2 separate regions of the Gossypium arboreum genome follow, and region 2 is linked to region 1. Evidence: chromatin contacts called from public Hi-C data. All regions are on one chromosome and are shown on one strand. The core of a region is the stretch at or near the end of the contact, and the rest is flanking DNA. Distances in the headings are between cores, read along the strand shown. Region 1 holds the start of LOC108483718 (very-long-chain 3-oxoacyl-CoA reductase 1-like). Region 2 holds the start of LOC108480297 (telomere repeat-binding protein 5-like).

The links. A called contact is a pair of places that touch in the nucleus more often than the background predicts.
Region 2: a Hi-C map of leaf shows a contact between it and region 1, with 2.8 times the contacts expected there. The contact joins the promoter of LOC108480297 here to the promoter of LOC108483718 in region 1. A contact is called at or near these places in 2 of 5 Hi-C or Micro-C datasets (both in leaf).

Annotation. Positions count from the first base shown.
Region 1 is chr1:8,487,660-8,494,914 of ASM2569848v2, forward strand. LOC108483718 (very-long-chain 3-oxoacyl-CoA reductase 1-like) reads right to left here and starts at 3,198. Exons shown (of 3, transcript XM_017787277.2): 1 at 2,164-3,198; 2 at 2,006-2,075; 3 at 595-1,029. The coding sequence starts at 2,801. The coding sequence ends at 775. LOC128292221 (a long non-coding RNA gene) reads right to left here. Exons shown (of 3, transcript XR_008282256.1): 2 at 6,726-6,756; 3 at 5,600-6,089.
Region 2 is chr1:8,641,326-8,648,580 of ASM2569848v2, forward strand. LOC108480297 (telomere repeat-binding protein 5-like) reads left to right here and starts at 2,920. Exons shown (of 9, transcript XM_053027047.1): 1 at 2,920-3,392; 2 at 4,613-4,796; 3 at 4,910-5,774; 4 at 5,870-6,076; 5 at 6,164-6,402; 6 at 6,724-6,965. The coding sequence starts at 4,716.

The sequences.
Region 1 (7,255 bases), core at 1,948-4,447:
TCCTAAATACTTCATATCTTTATTTCCTAATTTGAACATGACTCTATCTTAATATGCTTAGTGTCCTTTGATGATTGCATGAATATCAAGAAGTAAAAACTTAAAACAAAAGCCAATTTAAACAAGACCACCTCAATTGCCCTTCCATTCATTTTTAACCAATGTCCCCTTTCAATTTTTTAATCATTACGGTCAAGTTAAGCTATCCATGAAAAAAAATTTATACCAAATTAAATATACTACCTGTTTTATAAGTAAAATCTGCTAGAGCTCCCAAGTGTCATTTGAGTGGGTATTTCGATCAAGGTTTTCAGAGGAAATGAAAACAGCAGCCTATTATTACTTAGGACATCATTTAAACCAGCCCAAACAGAGACACCAAATTACACAGGTATTTCTAGTCGAATTGTAATCATATTATTATTTCATTTTATGATTGCTTTCTTTTGGGGGTGTGTAGGTTGTCCTTTGAGATTGAAATCAACTTTACCAACTAAGGTTGCATGTTTAAGACCTGACATACTTTGATATCTTTTGTATAAACGCGATGACATACACTTTAAACTTGTAAAAGTAAATCATGCAGGAAAAGGGTTCATATAATTTGTATACTTTCATCCTTATCCTTCCCTAAGCATCCTAATACATAATGGAAGTGTCACAATGCAATTGCAATGCCTGAAAAAAAAATTATAAAGGGTTGTGGATCTCATTCATCCAAGTAAAATATTGAACTCCATGAACAGAAAATAGAACAGACTCAACAATGTGTTTTCATTCCTTCTTCCTAGAATCTTTCATTTGCCCCCTCTTTCGAATGCCAAGACAAAAGCGCAAACGCCATGCATCAACCACACTCTCTGGCAGTGAATAAGCTAAGCCCCAAAGGATGGAATGGGGCCAGTAGGGTGTGCAACGAGGTTCATAGCCTATCCACTGCATTGCTGCACGAGCATATCCGTCTGTTGATGGAACAAAGAAAGACGATCTTTTGATTGATGCCATTTTTGTTGCCACATATAATGGAACCTGCATTAAGAAACTCATTGATTGATCAGAGAATGTCAATGAATAGAGTCTAGCTGCTCGCAATATTAAGTTACCCAGATTATTGGCCATTAAGGTACAACCTTCTGTAAGCTATAGCTTTTTTCAACCAACCTAAATACATCAAATTCATAGAAGTTCAACTTTTATCTTGTACACGTCCAACAGAAAAACAAATTATATTCATAGACAAAATTGCACACGTCCATATAAGATGTAGGAGTTGTTGGCAGTCCATGTTAATCTCTTCTGATTGCAAATCCAGTTATACTAAGAGATTGAATAAAACGTTGTTCACCATCTTATACTGCAAGCAAACTTGCTTAATACACTCGTAATAACATGTTATACTAAGAGAGTAAAAGTGATTGAAAGAGTTGATGGGTCCAAAACAGTAACTGTTTCTTTTCCCCCAAAAGAAATTAGCTAATATAAACAATTTAATATCCCAGGGTTCTTAAATAGAATAATTTCTTGACCATAGTAAGTTCAATAAGCAAATCAAATTTGTCAACATTTCAGGTGAAGTAGATAAAATAAGACGCCTTTTGAAACAAGAAAACAAGATAATTATATGTAGCTAATTTCTGATAACTTAGCAGGACAAACGGCCTATACAGATTACTTGTAGAAAACTTTATCTCAGAATCACTATATGTTTAGCAAATCAGGTTGTTTGTAGGTAGAATATTGAACTGTAATTTACATATAATGGTATTTCTATAGTCATCCTTCAATTATTGATTACTCAACCTAACAAATAAGGTGGTGGAACACTTCCTGTAATCAGATTTCGAAATAGTAAAAAAAAAAAAAGCATAGCCAAGCTACTTAGACAAATCCAGAAATGGTATAAGGATAAAAGATGTTCAAGTTCCATGAAAAACAGCCTTACTCTAGCATTTAGAACTCCTGGAATCAAAGCAGTAAATCATAGGCATATATTAGCAAACATTACCTGACACTGAACATCAATCCCACGGTTCTTGTATTCAACATAAAGGCACCTAGAGAATTGATCAATATACCTGAAACAATCCGAGAGAAAGATCAACTTTAGATGCTAAAAGCTAGAAATCAAACCCCAATTAGCTTTGCAAGTGTCAAAACACTTACGCCTTAGTAGCAGCATAAACAGCATAAAGTGGATCAGAAGGGATGACAATGGCAGCACCAGACCCAATGTTCACAATTGCGCCTTTCTTTCTCTTCACCATCCCAGGCAAAACAGCTTGAGTTACCTTTGTGGTACCTTCAACATTAACCTTAATCAAATTCATCAACAGCTCCTCATCAACCTCGTGGAAGAACCTGGCATAAGGATATGAAATCCCAACATTGTTAATCAAAACCCCCACATCCAGTCCTTCAATAGTTTCTTTTATCTTCTTCACGCCTTCATCAAGATCGCCAGTGAAGTCGACAACAACTGTCTTGATCTGAATCTTGGCATACTTGGCCAAGATTGAATCGGAAACGTCTTTGAGTTTATCAGGATTACGGCCCACCAAGACAAGATTAAGCCCTTTCCTAGCCAGCTGAAAGGCAAATCCTTTGCCGATACCATCAGTTGGTCCAGTAACAAGACCCCAGGAGCCATATTTTTTGAGATTCTTACCAGGTCTAAGAAAATTGATCCAGACCCATTTCAGAAAAACAAATGAAAACTTAAAGAGTGATAAAGAACCCAAAGTGAAAAGGAAAATAACCCAGAAAGGTTGAGCCTTGAGAGTATCGAAGAAGCAGGCTTCCATGGATTACGTAGAGGAGAAACTTGAAACTTGTGTGAATACCAAAGAAAGAGATCTAAGGGATATAAATAGAGCGCACGATAACGAAGAGGGGAATCTTTAGCAGTTCCGTTAGGCAGCAACAGATGGGATTCAAAAAGAGAAAAAGGGAAGGATTGATTATCTATAAATGAAAAAATAAAATAGTGGGTGAAGTAGATGAGCTGAAAACCACCTTCATTAACTACTTAGGAGTTTGACTGTTGAGGGGCTTTGGTATTTACAGGAAAATAAAAGCACAGTGGAGGAGAAGAAACGTGCGAACTAGCTGATTTAAAAACAATGGTTTAATTGCTCTTGGGCTACTCCCAACGGTTACCCTTTTTGCAGTTTAGTCATTCAATTTCCATAATAAACCAAAAAAAGTCATTTACCTTGTCATCCCTTTGGATAGTTTCCAGTACAAACGTTAATAATTTTACCAATTTGCTTACATTTAAAAAATACAATGACTTAAATGCTCTGCTGTTTGCTCCTCTTTTCATATTATAGGGACTAGTGGGATACTTTCACCTAAAAATATATACTTCATTAAAACACCCATACTCATAGTCAATTTTCTTTTAAAGCCAAAATAAAAATTCACCCCCTAAAATAAGGTAAATGCGTAAGCATTTGATCCAATTAAATGAAAAAATTTTAAATTAATTGAGGTGACGAATTTTATTTTATCCCATTTACTTATAGGATGTAGGTGTTGTTTGCAGTCCATGTTAATTTCTTCTGATGGTTACTTGTTTTCCATTTTTCTTTTCAAAGAACAGAAGAGTAAATTTAGGACTGTTTACAGCAGGTGTGATCGTTCAACTAAATTATAGATTACAGGAGCAAAAAGAAATGTAACAGGACCCAAATTTAGAATGCACCCAATTTTCTTTTTCTCACTCACGTTCGAATATTAATCAAATACAAATGATTGAACATGGATGCCTAAAGAAAAATGAAATGAAAATTAGTCAAAAATGAATATTCTCTTCTCGCATGTAAACACAAAACTCAACTAGTGAGGGGCAAAATTGAAACACACTCATAAAAACAATATTGAGATAGCAAATCCAGTTAACCAAACTTCACTTCTAGAACGTATGAAGCCCTGTAAACTGTAATCTAGGAACAAGCCTATCACTTATGAGATGCATTAATCCCCTGGCTAGGCACCAAATTCAATCAGTGGGATCTGGGAACTGAGACGTGCATTCTAACCAACTAGTAGCGGAGTCCAACATTGGAGCTGAAACACAATGGTGGTTCTTCTGGATAGAGTAGTTTCCGAGCTCTGGGCTTGCTGGATGACAACATACAAGATGAACTTCTCTTACCGTTGGTGATCTCGGGAGAATTTGGTAATCCGGGACTAGCATCAATACCCAAGTTTGTAGTCCTGTGTTGGAACTTCATTTAGCGTCTAATGAAGGCAGAAAAATTGTTTCAGTCAAAAGAGACAAACGTCATAATATGAAAGAACGACTAGTAAAAAAGTTGAAATATGAATGGATGTCATAAGAGTTAAACAAACTTCCCTCAACATAAACAAAGTGAAGTAACTACAAACCTTAACAGCTTGCCTCAAAAACGCAACACTTCTTTCGCGTGCTTTCGTCTTGCAAACTACCTCGTCCTGCTCCTGCAACAGCTGTTCGAAAAGGATCTCTCTGTGTATCCAAAGGTTCAGACTTCGGTAAAAACATGCATACAGACATCTCCACAACAGTAACAATGGAAAGGGGGAAGAAAGAGAGAACAACATTCATGTAAGTGCAAGAATTTTGCATTAATTATTACTGCAAAAGCACATCTTTCACTCGTACATTCCTGAAAGTTGAATTAAATAATGTCAGATGATAGAATTATTCCATCATTACCCTTTTCTGTTTGTATACATCGATTTGCAATCTAATTTTTGGGCAATTAAAACACCAATATCTCCATGACTAACATTATTTCAAGCGCTCATATAAGAAAAAAATGTCAACCACAACTACCGAGAGGCAAATAACCATTTTTTTTTTCATTTACCTATTCTGCAAGTTGAAAACTAAAACATGATATACTTCAAAAACACCATCAACCAAAAGAGACATACTTGGTACAATATTTGTATAAAAATATTATGGAGGTTTCCTTTTGTATGATTGACCTGAACTGATAAAGAGGGGGGAAATATTTTAGATTTGTCAGAATAATAATTTTAAACTTAACCAGCAGGAGAGTTAAACGAAACAGTATTACCAGAAAGTGCATTATAGCCTTTGGCACTAAGTCTTGAATGTTCTTCCGGACTATATCAAAGTAGGATTTCTGTTAGAGAATGGCCCTCCATGCAGCTCATGCAACAAAAGAGAAATTCATGCACGTAAGAATTCATGCACATAAGTCTTGCGGATGAAATATGAAGAAGTAGCAGCTGCAGTATTGCCGGATGAAATACATGCAACTGAAGTTGTTAATGCTACTGTTTCATCTCAGTTTCATTTTGTTACTTTTTAACAATGTTTTGTAATTTAGTTCATTTTGAACTATGTTTGGATGACAATTGATGTAACTTGATAGTAAAAGAGCTGATTACCAGCTTTGCCTAAGTGTGCAAGTCAATTTCACCTAGTTCCAATGAATTAAGTGGAGTTAGGTAATGTTTAGGTGATGTATTTGTTAGTTTAGACCAGCCATTGTCTGGAATATGTAATAGCTTCATGCCAAAGTTCAATGTAATGAAAATTCATTAGAATTTCATCAAAAATACTCTCCCTTTTCTTTGCTTTCAATTCTATTCTGTTTTTCAAGTTCAAAGTCACCAGACTTTGAAGTACTTCAAGTTTTTCTTCATTCTTCATCTGAATTTATTACGTTGTTGTATAAGTTCCAGATTAAGCTTCATACTTCATCCGGATAAAGTGTCCCAAAACACTAACAATTTCACAAGTATTCTGGTGATAATTATTTCTGTAGCTTCATTCTCTGACATTTCAAGTGGTCTTAAGATTGACGTAGGCTGAGATCACCAAGGGAAAACATGAAGGAAGTGAATTTAGGACAGGCAAGATATGCTGCTATAAAGAAAAACAAAGTCATCAACACTTTCTCACACACAAGTGCAAGGCTTTAAAATGTATAGATACCTCTCTCAGTTGGATTGTTGATGACATATTCTCTGCATCATGAAGAGTTTCTTCAGGAGATTCAGTAGCTGCGGTCCCTCTAGATGATGCCTGGCTCCCAAATATTGAAGAAAAGCCCCAACTCCTTGTAGATAAACTACCACATAAATAAAAGTTACCTAAGTTGATGCCTATTAGTGAAAAGCCCTAAAAAACTGTCCATGCGGAGGCCTATGGGTATCATCTATATGAACGTCACAAACTCGCTTAGAAGATTCAGAAAAAATGGTAAAACTATTTGTGGAAATATAAAATTTTTTTAATTTTCTATAGTGTTAAATTTAGATCCTTCCTTCCATTGTTCTTGGCAATGTAAATACTATATTAATGAGTTTTTTCTTTGAAGCATATAACACAGAATAGTGCTGCAGTCTCTGCAAGGGACATTAACCATAAGAATAAGATGTTCCAACAGAATGTATTACAATACAAACCCATCTCATACTAATCTTCAGCCAAGTGGAATGTTATCATACATACACAGATCTTGAAATTGCAGTGCACTGTTGATACACTGAAACATTCCGACCCGGATCAATCATAAACACACAGCCGGAATTTCATATTTTCTTTTCAAGATGTAAAAGAAAAAAGCATCATATCTTCAGCCACTGAAATTTTCTTATCATAAAAAGATCAGTCAGTCAGTCATACTAGAATCATGTGAGAAAGAAAACAAAAATGAATGAGAAACAAACAAACTTGGACTAGTCTTCAGTTAAGAGTAAATTACCAGTTAAAACATTTGACTGAGGATGATTTCCCTGCCAAAATGCCATCATAGATTAAATGCTTAAAAAGTAAATGATAAGCATGGTTCATATTTCCAGATGTTTACACTTCTTTCCTCTTTTTTTCCCTTTAAAGAAAATTAACCCAAGTCTACCACCAAGATGTTACATCAGTCTGAACCATGATGCCACAATTACCCTTAGCTTACAATTTGTCCTCACAAAAATATTAAGGGATTCCTATGTGATAAAGCATAATGGTATTCTCCTACTGTGTTAGAAGGGTTTCACTTGCATATACGAACAAAGGTCGGTCTGATGCATTGAAGAGCAGTACACTAAGGGTCAACCGTTCTCACTCAAAGTAATTGAAGCATGCATTCAATGCTAAGTATATGAACTAGATAGATCAGGATAATTGCTTCAAATAATCAAGGGCTGAGAATAAGACTCAGTTTTAGTACTTCAAGGAGATACATCTAGGGGCATGAATGGAGCTTGTTTGTTAGGGTGCTCAAAAAGAATATTCATC
Region 2 (7,255 bases), core at 1,670-4,169, 150 kb after region 1:
TCCCACTGTTGATGCCATTGCTCACCGGCATCTTCTCCGACCAAGAAGCGTTCAATGACATCCATGATTCCATCTTCGAAATTTGATCTTTTCCTTTTGAGTTTGTTGGTGTTGATTATTACAAAGAAAAAATGAGTGAAAGAAAAACCCAGAAAATCAAAGAATTTTTTGGGTTTCTATCCCCTTCATCTAGCCTGGCTCTTTGATTTCCCCTTGCAGCTCTCCAACTCTCATAAAATTTTCTTTTCATCCATCAAAACCCACAATCATGCTTTTATTTTTCTTGTTTTCTTACACTGGTTAGAGATGAAGACAAGAATAACGACCTTGGGGCTGGCTTTACTTTAGATTTGCAGATGATATTAGTAAACCCATTGCTAATCTTACCTTACCAACCACTTTTTTTTGGGTTTGTTTAAAAGGGCCTTCTAATTTGAGATATATTTTTTTTCTAGTATAAATAAATCACCAGCAAAGGGACATGTAAAATACACTCGATGCAACCCACATTATAGTCGTTGCAAACCATTGTTTGTTGGGATTTCCAGACAGTATTGATCTCAAACTTGAAAATTATGTTTCTGCAAATGAGATGAAGACGATGGAGCAGTTTTCATGGATGAGATGGATATTGATGAATTTAAAACCCATTAATAGACATATTGAAAGATAAAAAATTCAATGTTAATTTTGTTACCAATTGAGAGATAAAAAGAATTAAGAAAGCTAAAACTTTAGTCTATGATTAATCACTATAATGATGAAGATGATTCTTGTAATGATGAGATTGCAGTCTATTATTAAATATGTATTGGATTTAAATGTAATTATAACGAGAATAAAAATAAATATTAAAGATATTAGACTAAAAATAGTACATAATTGAAGTTTTAAATTAGTTTAATTTTATGAGTGCTATAAATATGTCACATTATAAATTTAGTAATAAAATCATAATAAGTATCATAATATTTCTATTATTGCTGTAATTAATTATTGTTTATCTTAATAATTATTTACATTAATCCAAGTTTGTTGATAATTATTTTATAAATATTTTTAATGATATTTAGTAAGTAAATTTTTTGATTTAAAAAATTATTTTATGTATTCATATAAATATTTTAATTAATTAATTAACAGGGTTGTGTCCTAAAATACATTAACATCTAAGGATCAAAAGGAAAAAAAAGTTAAAAAGTATGATAATTTTTGTTATTAAAGGAAAAACTAATTATTATACATTTAATTGGAGACACGTGATTTTCATTTTCTTGTATGTGAGATAAGCGGTCCTGATTTCGTCACTAAACTAACTCTCCTCTCTGCCATTCTTCGCCTAGTGTATGCAACTAACATAATCATTCTAAACTCACGCCGAGTGAATAGAATCTTTGTACTGCTCACTCACTCCCTTCTCACCACGTGTAATCTTCAAATCCTTGCACTGTAAGAGAAATTCATCACATTCCCTAATTTAATTAAAACCGCTCTTCTAGCACGCTATACACGTGTCACTTAACTTATCATATTTTAAGAATGTGGGGCCACCATTGGTGTAGGACCCGCCACGGACCCCACACCCCTTATCCTCATACTTCGACAATTGTTTTTGCTTCCCCGCTTGGCTTCGAATTATCCACGTACCTAAGCCGTCAACGTTAAATGTAACGGAGATTCCATATCGCCGTTAGTCCGGCGGGCCCATTTTGGTTTTGTTTTTTTAATAATAAAAAAGGTTAATTTCAAGAGGCATCCTCAAATATGAATTTATATTTTAAATTGGTTTTCAAATTTTAAAATCTCACATTAAATGTCAGTTTGGATATTGACAATAAAATTTATGAAAGCTATTTTTTAATACATTAATTTTAAGTTAACAATTTAGTAGGTACACATATGTTTATAATTTGATTAAAGTGTTTTTAATTGTACTATTTAATATTCAAATTATAGACTAGACTGACAAAAAGACTTAATTACACTGTTTTGAAATTTGAGACTAATATAGAATTTGAGTCATAATTTAAAGATTTCTAATGAAATTAACCCATAAATAAAAAATAAAAAGCAGACCACACACAAGTTGTCGATAACACGCACCAAAAACAGACCAATGGAAGCCTTTCTTTTTGCCACGTAGGACCATTGTGCTTTTTCCTACGTGGCACTCGTATTTCTTCATAAACAAATTTCAAAAAAATAAAATAAAAATAGAGCACGTAATGTACTCATCTGCTTCACCCTTCAACTCGCTTCCTTCCTTCCACAGTGTGGTTGCTGTGATGAAGATTTTGTCATTTTTAATAATTAAATTGAAAAATGCTTCGGTATAATTGTATAAAGAAAAAAATTCTTATAAAATTTTATTTTATCGTTTTAAATATGACATTATTCTAAAGAATTAATTTTTATAAATAGTAAAACAAACATAAAAAATACGTAAATTATATTAGTCTATAGTAATTTTAATGTTTAAAAATTAATTTTAATTCATCATTATTGTATTTTATGAAAAATCGATAAGTTAATTCAATTATTGTTAAATACCTGAATTTGTTGTATATAAATTATTCCCAATTTTCAGCAAAAAAAAAAATAGAGTGATGAAATCAAAATTACACCCTTTCTACAAATGAGTAAAATTGGATTGTGACAAAAGATTGGTGAGAGGTAAGTTTGAGGCAAAAGATTTCAGAAAAAATAAAAAATATGAATATATTAAAAAAAGAATGAAAATGTAAGTGAAGGTGTGAACGGTTTACCTTACCTTCAACAAAATTATTAATAATTAAAAACCCAATCCAAAAAAAGACTAAAATAAAGTCACTCTCTTTGTGACCCAACGTTTTTCTCGATCCTGCAACTCTCTCATAATCGTAGGATTGAATATGGATCCACCTGTTACAAGATCAGAGGGGGACTGAAAACACTGGTGTGGGTCACCCATCAACGAAGAACTAGTCTTAGGTGGGGTTTCCTTCTTACCGGCTATAACCGGTGAGGTTTATGGTAACTACCAATACGTCCGGTAAACGAGGTCAATGTTATAAGGCGCTGGGGTTTAAGCAAAAAGTTGGGTGGTTTTCAGAGGGTTTTCGGCTATCTGAGAGAGAATTAAAAAAGGGAAATTTATAATTTTTTTGGACAAGAAATTTTTTTTAAAAATGAAATTTAGAATTGTGTGAGAAAATCTCAAATGGGTTTTGTTTGGAAAGCACATTGAGATTTTTCTTTTTGTTTTGTCGGGAAGATAATGGGATAAAAAATGGAAGAAAGTTTTCTTTTTTTCTGCTATGAAGACAAATTTTTCGAATCTGTTATTTTCTTTATGTGATCTTATGTTTGGCTGAGAATTTCGTATATTGATCCAACATTTCATTGTTTAAGAGGTGAGAAAAACGAGCTTTTGTTCATTTTCTTTTGCGAATTCGCCCCAGGTTTTGATCTTTTTCACGGGTTTTCTTTTGGCGTGTGTGTGTTTGGTTGCCGACAAATGGTTAGAAAGTGGAGGGAAATATACGATTTGAGTGGTAATTTCTAATTTGAGGAGAAAGTTGATTAATGGCACCGACGTTATATTCTTTTTAATCTTTTGTAGTTTCTATGCAATCAAATGCATGTACTTTTTTCACCCTCTCTTTTTAGTTTTCTTTGGAAAATTCTTAAAATTTGTCACCTTTTAACGTTGAATTCTTTTTTCTGTGGGTAATAACGTATTCGATCTGGGATTTTGGAGGCAATTTGTTGGAAAAGCCGAAGAGATGATTTCATATTCTTTCCATTTATCAGTTATTTCTAAAATTTTCATTTTTGGGTTTTTTTCAAGATGAATCTTTTTTCAGGGTTTTAGATCTTCATATAAGAAGAAATACAAATCTAAATTATGTTGAATTACTCATATAGACGCCTGAATTGGTTATTTGGGATTGGGGATCTTTTTGTCAAGGTTTTTCTTGTGGTTTAAGGGTTCTTTTTTTAGTTTAATTTGCTAATTACCTCTTTGATTTCTTCTCCAGTTCTTTCTTTTGAATTTGTAAAAGTTTGATGTTTTGAATTGAGAATTCAAAAAAAAGAAAACTTTTTTTTTTAAATGTCACATCATTCCTTGAATGTTAAAGTTTCATAGAAAGCCCATTTTAATGGATTATTCATTTCTCATTAGATCATGTGGATATTTTTTTAAAGTTATAATTCTAGGACAGAGCCCTTTGCTTCTGGTTTTACTCACAATTGTAACAAAGTCTCTATATTGTTTTTATTTTCTTTTTCAATTTTTTTTCTTGGGGGGGGGGGTGAATGAATGGAGTTGGAGGCCTGAATTTCTATGTAAAAGTTGAAGATAACCAGTGAAAGCTTGAAAATCATAAGCATAGCTTGTGGTTTAGATTTAATTTTGATGACTTGTTGTGGATCCAAATGTAGTGGCTTTGACATATACATGTTTCCATCTTGTAATTACTTTTTATTGGTTAAAGGATTGCGTTTTGTTTTGAGAATGAAATTTTATGTTCTTTGAATTTTATTCCTTAAATGAAAGTAAACTTTATAATTGATTATACATTAAGTATAAGTTCATTTAGAATTAACTCTCCTATTCATCTCCTTTTAGGGTCTAAGCTGATTTGAGATGAAATACTTGTGTCTCTTGGAACTGATTCAAAGGTGTTGGTGAATTGCATATGATGTGTTCTTAATGTTATGGTCTTTGAAGCATGGAGTTGCAGAAGAGGTTAGATTATGGATTCAATGGCTATCAGGTGCCTGCTACTCCACGAGCAACCAGATCAGCCAGGGTAATATATATATATATGTATTACTATGATGGTATTCTATTTCATATTTACCTTTATTTCCTGTTGCAAAAACACTGATCTCTTTTAAATTATTGTTGTCACCTTATTTGTAGAAAAGGGTTCCATTTAAAAAGAGAGTTGAAGACAACCGAATAAGTGCTTTCGACTTACTGGCCACCGTAGCTGGGAAGTTATTACTAGATAAAGAAAGTACTCCTGTCTTTAGTAATACGTCAAGTGCTGAAGATCCGTCTAAAGTTGAAAAGAATACTGTTAAAGAAGAAAGGCGGGATGGAAGCCAGTCATCGAAGCTAGAAACATGCGATCAATACAGCAATGATAGGGAATTCATAGTTTCTCAACTTGTCTCACAAACTAATGACCTCAGAAGCTGTAGTTTTAGAGAATCACCGAGCCTTAAAAATGACACCCATTTTGGACTTACCTCTGTTGTAACAACTTCTGATTGCTCAGAAAGATCTGGTGTTCTGAAGTTAATGAATGGCAAAATCAAGAATGAAACGGGATGTTTGCCTTGTAAGGTAGAGACTGGTCCCTTTCTGTGCGGGGCTTCTGGTGGTCGTATTAAACTAGAGTTTGAAAATAAAGGGCCTATACATGAGGAGCTGGATCGAACTGATAAGTTATCTATTAGAGAAGTGGCTGATACATGCCCCTTAGAGGATCCTGTAGTTGTGGATGGTAAACCTCCTCTTCTAGTTAGTTCAGATAGTAGTGGCAAGACACATTCATATGGGTTCAATAATTACCTTAGCTCTTTTCCCGGTAAGCGAGATGATTTAAAGGTAGTTAGTAGAGATGATGATGAAAAATCTTCAAGGTGTACTTACCTTGGCCCCATAAAGAAACCATTTAGGCCAACACCACTCATTGGAGACCGAAGAATAAGGAAGACAATGACTTCTAAATACTTGAAAGTTGCTCCGAGATTGAATGATGTGACACTATCCAATTCTGGTACGCGGCTTCTTAAAGTTAAAATCATCTTAACTTTGAGTAAATTGTTTGGCACAGTTGAATGGGGATATTGACAACTATGTAATATCCTTCAGATGAGAATTTGAAATCTGCTTACTGCGATAGGAGTGCTTACAAGCGCATAAGATCCGAAAGGAACTATCCTTTCAAAAAAAGGAAGTTTTTACACTATAGCTCAGTATCAAATTCAGATGGAGGAATCAGCAGTGAGGGTATTTCCGATTCACCTGAGCAGAGCATCAATGGAAATGCTTCAGGCGTATATCCAAAGATGCGTGGAGGTGATTTCCATACTTTTTCACCGTTACTTTCTTGGTGTTTTAGCAAACAACAGCAGCTTTGCTAACTGTTTCTAAATCTTTATTTAGTCACTGGAGAATCACCTTCCCTAGCGGACCAACGCAAATCATTCCACTCTAGGGATTCTCACGGTATGAGAGCCTTTGATGGAGTGATTCATATGTACTGTTTTCACTTATTGACGTTCAAAGAGGTTCTTATATCAAAATATCTTTCCTTTTACTCAGTGAAGTTTAGGATCAAATCTTTCAGGGTGCCAGAATTGTTTATTGAAATTCCAGAATCTGCAACTATTGGTTCATTGAAGGTAATGACTAACGATCTATGATTCTGATCATTTTGGTAAAAGTGTTTGGTTGCTGTTCATCGTATTCAAAGGTTGGTATTTGACTACCAATTACACTTGCTACATTTTGCTACATTTGGACCTTGAAGATTTTTGTCTGGTCTATTTGTTTCACCGTGTGAATGTTTATTTATGTCTTTTCCAGGCATAACATTTTGCTTCAGACAATGATGAATACTTTGATAGTATCTCATGTAAAATGTAATCTAGTGATTGGTCTCATATAGATGCATGTTTATTAGAGTTCCTTCTAATGATGTTAAATTGTTTTTTCTTTTCTAGAGGACTGTTATGGAGGCAGTGACAGCGATACTCGGAGGTGGATTACGCATTGGTGTACTTCTTCAAGGAAAAAAGGTTAGAGATGACAATAAAACTCTGTTGCAAACGGGAATTTCTCGTGATAACCAGATGGATGCACTGGGTTTTAGCCTGGAGCCGAACCCTTCGCAAATCTTTCCATCGCACTGTCCTGGAGGTTCTCCCTTGACGTTTCCCTGTGACACACCTCTACCTTTAGCTAGGTAACAAAAATAGTTTTACAAATTTGGCAGATATCTATCTACACACGTCTGATGGTTTAAAACATGATCTTATTTTATTGTTTCTATCATTTCTCATTTTTTTTTTCTTTTGTTGGAAAAAATGAAAATGGTGCAAGTGCTAGCAAATACCGGAACGATGATCATCTAGGATCTACATTGTTCTCGTAAATGCAGCCTTCAAGAAGATGCTGAGTTTTTGTTGGAAACTACATTCTTTTTCATGAGTCTGCATGGATTTGAGACACGAAGCTTTTTAGTCTCATAAAGTT